2 separate regions of the Mus musculus genome follow, and region 2 is linked to region 1. Evidence: chromatin contacts called from public Micro-C data. All regions are on one chromosome and are shown on one strand. The core of a region is the stretch at or near the end of the contact, and the rest is flanking DNA. Distances in the headings are between cores, read along the strand shown.

Evidence for each region. A called contact is a pair of places that touch in the nucleus more often than the background predicts.
Region 2: a Micro-C map of the G1E-ER4 cell line shows a contact between it and region 1. The contact joins two enhancer-like sites. A contact is called at or near these places in 1 of 15 datasets of contacts at CTCF or cohesin (large pre-B cells), 2 of 484 Hi-C or Micro-C datasets (the G1E-ER4 cell line and large pre-B cells) and 2 of 115 datasets of contacts at active chromatin or transcription factors (T-cell acute lymphoblastic leukemia and embryonic stem cells).

Annotation. Positions count from the first base shown.
Region 1 is chr7:63,990,270-63,993,335 of GRCm38.p6, reverse strand. The region is part of intron 1 of Gm32633 (predicted gene, 32633); the gene reads right to left. Among named protein-coding and RNA genes, the nearest start is that of Gm32633, 5.0 kb to the right of the region's middle. Within about 2 kb of position 1,580, at least 62 of the 459 cell types and tissues checked have an H3K27ac peak or open chromatin away from gene starts, as enhancers often do. A contact at or near this core is called in the G1E-ER4 cell line and T-cell acute lymphoblastic leukemia, where this site is marked.
Region 2 is chr7:64,325,604-64,328,669 of GRCm38.p6, reverse strand. It overlaps Mtmr10 (myotubularin related protein 10), which reads right to left. Exons shown (of 16, transcript NM_172742.2): 13 at 1,849-2,018. Among named protein-coding and RNA genes, the nearest start is that of Mtmr10, 39 kb to the right of the region's middle. Within about 2 kb of position 1,494, at least 66 of the 459 cell types and tissues checked have an H3K27ac peak or open chromatin away from gene starts, as enhancers often do. A contact at or near this core is called in the G1E-ER4 cell line and T-cell acute lymphoblastic leukemia, where this site is marked.

The DNA of each region.
Region 1 (3,066 bases), core at 331-2,830:
TGTATTAGCTATAGTGGAGGCTAGACCTCTCTGTCTTGTGCACGCATACTTTCTCTATCTTTCAGCTTCTACCTGCCTAGGAAGCGGCAGGTAGCCATCTCCAGCTGTGGCCATATGACCTTGAACTTTCCAGCCTTGGAGACTGTGAACCTAAAATAATCAGTCTTCTTTCTTTACTTTGTCTCGTGTATCAGACAGTCCTTAGAAAATGGACTCATGGCTTGGCCAAGGTTGAGAGCCACACTGACAATTTGTTGCAGAGGCTGAAGATGAAAATCAGACAGTGGACCGCTGACTAAGGTGGACCATGAGCCAAGCCAGTATTTAACTCCAGCCACAAGGCTATGGGACAAAAGTAAACAAGAAGGTTCTAGAAGAAGGGCTAGAGCCACAGGATTGGACATGCACCTCCTACCCTGCCTGTGAGGAACTATTCCTTCTATCTAGATTTGGCATTTGCAGTGGTCAAGAGATAAAAGACAAACTACACTAAACTATGGGGAAAATCTCTAGACACCCTGACCAACCTCCTCCTGGCTCTCTTCATCTTTGCCAGCTGTGAGAAGTAGAGACCTATAGTCCACATCTCTGATTCCCCAGGCTAGTGTCTGGCACGGATCTACAAATACCAGCACGTTGACCTCCTGGGTTGCAAAGCTTGATTAGGAGGCCCAAATGTAATCCAGGTTGGCTGGGAACAAAGGAACATGGGGCACTCCCTGGGTGGCCTGGCCTTCCAGGGAGGCTCTAGGTGGCCCAAGTTTTCAATCCCAGCTCCAGCCTTCTTGGCTTTGGTTTCAAAGACCACCAGTGCAAAGTGAAATGGATACTATCACCGTGTATGGCCACGGTCTGAAACGTGAAATGGCATATGGTCCTGGCGGGGATCAGGGAGTGGTAGGCATAGCCTCAAAGCCTGCGTCAGCGACGCCTTTCCCGAACCCAGTGGGTGTGTGTTGCAGGAACAGTGGGCTTTCCAATGCAGGAAGCAGCAGGGCAGTGGGTTTTCTCCACTCTGTGGCAGGTTGATCCATTTGGCAGAGGCCTGGCAGGCCCAGATGGTAAGAGGCCTGGAAGTCAGGGCTAAATTTGGACTTGGACAGAAAGGTAAATTTTCAGGAGGCCTCTGAAGAAGGCTGCTATTGGTGATTTAAAAAAAATAAATAAATAGCGCGCGCGCGCACACACACACACACACACACACACACACACGCACGCATGCGCGGGTGGGATTGCGGGGGGGGGGGGGGGGGGCAGATAGAGAATGAATTAGGGAAAGGGTAGCCTTGGCTCCAGAGCTGCCCTGGGAGGCAGGTGGATGTCACTGGGCTCCAGGCTTGGGCAGGCTAATCCCTTACATCATGTTCTCCAAGGCTCCTCCCTTCTTGGCCCTGACTGCCAACTCACAAGGGTGGTTTCCACAGAAGCCCCCCCACCCCACCCCTGAGCATCCAATATGGCCTGCCCCTGCAGGTACAGGAGCCTGGTGCCACCCGCACATGGGCCAGGTGGAGCTGCACCTTGGCCAGGAACCTGCGCAGGAGGAGCAGCTGGCCACCCTGCTCGGGGTGAGGAGAGGAAGCTATTTTGGGTTGAAACCCAGGCTGTGTGAATGCTGTCTACAAAGGAGCTTCTACCCACAGCCTGGGGAACACCATCTGCCCTGAAGAGCGGGCTGCACATGCCAACACGCGGACTTCAAACTCAAGCCCCTTGCAGCTCCATGGAGCCCTGTCTGGGCCCAACCACTCCAGCTTTTTCCTCAAGCCTGGCCTGGCCCTTGCTGTCATGAGGCCTGAGCAGCTGTAAAAGAGACACAGCCATTCCCTTTGTAGTCGGCTTCACCTCCCAAAACTGAAAGGGAGGGTGGGCAGTTTAATCTTATCTTGCCTTACAGAAATGGTAAGTGGGGTACTCAAGAGCAGCTGCTATGGGGTACAGGAGATAGACTACTCCCAGGACTGCCTCATGTAGCAGGGATACCAGGCCTGGTTCCCCATGGTCTTCTCTAATAGACACAATGGAGACCCTGCCATCTCTACACCGAGTCAGTTCAGACTGGCCCAGTCCTGAAGGCTTCTCGATGCTCCCCATGGCCCTGTGCTTGGATAACCAACGAAATGGGAATGATTAGGGTCCCTTGTTGGAAGCCTAGGCTCATCACTCACACACTCACCTTGGTGGTACATCTGCCCTAAATGCGCCTCTCCTTCAACCTGGATCCTCTGCCTGAGAACCGGCATGGGATGAGAGGGTTTGGGAAAAGGGTGCTTCTAGTCTCTTTGATGTCCATCCAGGGTATTAATTTTTGGAACTGGGTAGTACCCTAGCTGACTTCCCACGAGCCCACCTCTTTGGATGGTGGCCCCAGCTGTTATCCAGCTGGCCACTCACTGAGATAATTGTAGCCACCTTGCTTCTGACAATAAAGTGGCACCACCTGTCAACTACTCTATGGCCACCCTGTCACCCACAGCAGCTTTACTGTCATCCCTGGCCCTCAAAAGGCAGTCACACTGAGTTTCTCAACAATGCTTCCTCTTTGACACATTAGTAAATGCAGCAACCTGGGTTTGGACCTCACCTCTCCTCGCTTTTCTCCTCATGGTCCTGGCATTCCTCAGCGTGTAGTTTGGGCTGTCCCTTCCCAGCTACTCCAAGAGTCATCCTATAACACGGGAGCAATGTTGCCCCAGGTCCCTGCCTGAATAGGAAGTTCTGCCTCAGGGAAGGGCTGCCTATGGGGATGGTTCTAACCCATCCGCACTTCCATTCTTCCTGGGTCTGGGCACAGGCTATTGTTCTAGGTGGTGCCTGGACCTGTGAAATCTGCAGCCCGAAACTCCTCCCTCCCCTGTGACACCTGCTGCAAACCATGGAGGAAGCTGCGGATGGTAGGCACACAAAGTGAAGTCGGCCAGTTACAGAGGACATACCCAGATAGCTCTCTCTGCTCATCCAAAGTGTCCAGAGCCCTCAGTTTCATGGAGAGGTGGGGAAGATGGTTGTCTGGAGCTGGGAGGGAAGTTGGGAAGTTTGTTGCTTAACCAGGCAGAGTTTCCGTTT
Region 2 (3,066 bases), core at 245-2,744, 340 kb before region 1:
TCTAGGAGAGTCTAGTTCTAATGCCCTTTCTTGGCTGCCACAGGCACTGCATGTGTGCGCGCGCGCGCGCGCGCACACACACACACACACACACACACACACACACACACACACACACTTTAAAGCTGTATTGTGATAGCTGGGGATACTTTTTTAGTCATAAGTGCTTGAGATTCTAAAATCCCCAGTATCTGGATGTCCATCTCCCAACTTGGGAGGTTTTCTGCTATTATTTTACTCAGTAGTCTCTGGCTCATATCTCTTTTCATTCTTCTATGTCCATGACTCTTAAGTTGTTTTGTTTGTTTGGTTGGTTAGTTGGTCTTTTAAGACTGGGGTTTCAAGACAGGGTTTCTCTGTGTAGCCCTGGCTATTCTGGAACTCACTCTGTAGACCAGGCTGGCCTTGAACTCAGAGATATCTGCCTCTGTCTCTATGGCATGCACCACCATGTCCAGCTTTTAAACTGTTTGGTTGTTTTAAATTATATTCCAAAAATACTGCATGTACTATGCCTGCTTTTAAAAACTTACTGTTTGAATGTTTCAGTTCATTCCTCTATTACAATTTCACATCCTGGTAATCTGTTTTCACTTGATGCTTGATATTGGCGAGGCTTCCAACAAAGTTTATTCAATTTATTGTTTCATTTTTCTAAAATTCAATATTTTTGGAGACACTTGAATTCCTCTTTCACATCCTGAGTTGTCTTTGTTGCTGTTGTTACATCTAGCTGTTCATCTGTACTCTCTTCCAATACATTCTGGTCTTCAACCCTCTCCTTGATTCCACTGATCATCCGTATAATCATTCTTTTGAAGTCATTATCATCCGCTCAGTTACTGTGGACTTACACAGTGGATGGCCCTGCTGCTCTGCTTTCTCCTGTTTCCTGTGCTTCTACATAGGACTGAGTGGGACACTGGCCATGTGTTCTTTCAGCTGAAATACTCACCATGGTGCAGACACACTAGGTTTGACTTTCTGACAACTGGGCTGCAGTGCAGCTTGGTAGCCACTCGACCATGTGTTTAAGGTGCAGGGATGAGGGAACAAACTGCAACACACCCTACAGGCAACTGGCTTGAAGAGAAGTTGTTGGCTCTATTCTCTAAGATGCAGAGGATAGGGGGTCATCTTTGTATCTACGGTAATCTTCTACATCAATGTGGATTCTAATCTATTAGTTAGGCTTTAATAAAGCTACAATGTGTTAAATCAATACTGAAAAATTAAAGAGGCCCTTGTCATTTTCACAATGGTAAAAATTTATCTCATACATATTTGAAAGGTGCTAGTTTGGGGGTCTATGAAATGGCTCAGTGTAACTGCACTTACCACATGAACATGAAGACTTGATTTTGACCCCAAAAATCTCATGAAGAATGAGAACTGAGTTCTTAAAGTTGTCCTCCGACCTCTACAGGCATGTCCTGGCATGCCCTAATTGTCAGATTATAGGTGCTTCCACTAGGCTCCTCCCAGGGCTTACAACACCAACCACCACCACCAGGTGGCAGGCTTCCCATAAAGGGATTGCCAGGCACTCCAGCCCCCAATCTCTCTGTACCCAGTTTTTCTCTCTCCCCTCCCCTCTTTCTGTCCTCTGTGCCCCATCCTCTTCTCTACCCTTATGGCTCTGCTCTCATCTGTCTGCCTCTACCCCTTCTCTAGGTCCTCACTCCCCCTTCCTTCTCCCAATAGTGTAATTCCTCAGGGCATACCTTAGCATGGGCCCAACATATCTCCTTGCCACACTATATTTCATAACACTAATCATCACACATACACACACACACAAATAAACAAACTTTTGAAAAGTGCTAGGAAAGCAACAGGACTAGTTACCTCTTTCTCTGACCTCTTCAAGTGGTTGCATCTGTCTAGGAACTGATAGCCCGCCATGACCCACTCCTTCTGTATCAGACTCTGAAATCCAGTAATTGTCCTGAAGTATGGATCCATCATCACTTGAATGAGAGAAGCCACCAGACAACTCAAGTCTCTGCCTTCCTCCTCTGTCAATAAAATGGAAAGAAAATGAAGACCAAGAGAAATCCTGAATGTAAGTTAGGTAATTCAACATTCTATACTTTAAATTGCCTTCAAAATAGTCTATGTAAGAAAATTTAGTGGATTCCAGCAGCTCTCAAATATAATAAACTTATTTTTTACAAGTCATGTTCTATATTTATTGGAAATCTATATGAACCAAGAGAAGTATCAGAGCAAGTCATCAGTAAGTAAAAACTAAACACAATATTTATGCTAATTCACTCCACCACACTGAAGATGCCATTCCACCCTGATGCACTGACCGTGGGGCTCAGTAGCAAATGCACTCTCATATGTCACTATTGGCAGATAACAGCAGTTCACTGCACACATTTTTTCTTGTTTATTCTTCTCTCATGTAATATATCCCAACCAGTTTTCCCTCCGTTCTCCTGTCCTGGCCACCCCTCCTTCGTTCATCCACTCTTCCTTTCCTTTAGAAAAGAGCATGCCTCCCAGGGATATCCACCAAACATTTCATATCAAGTTGCAAGAAGATGAGGCATCTCTCCTCACACGAAGGCTGGACGAGGCCACCCAGTAGGAGGGAAAGGGTCCAACGGCAGGCAGAGCAGTGCTCACATCTTTTACTTCTCATAGTTTAGGGTAGAATGTATTTCTAGGATGCATTCTGCTCTTGTTTTGTCAAGGATAGTAAATAAAACACCGTCTTCTACTGGGCAGTGGGGGTGCATGTCTTTAATCCCAGCTCTCAAGAGGCAGAGGCAGGTGGATTCCTATGAGTTTGAGGCCAGTCTGTTCTACAAAGCGGTTCCAGGACAGCCAGGGTTATACAGAGAAACAAACAAACAAAAGAAGACAACCCACACACTGTCTCTCCAGAGAGAACGTCCTTCACGTGCCAATGACTCAGAAGTGAATGATGGCGCGGAACTGTCTCCATCACGTGAAAAGGTAGTAAGCACTTCCTTCCTGCCCTTTACAGCTAGTTTCCGTTTCTCCACAGATCTTTGTTTTTTGAGACAAGGTGTCAGTGTAATCCATACAGGC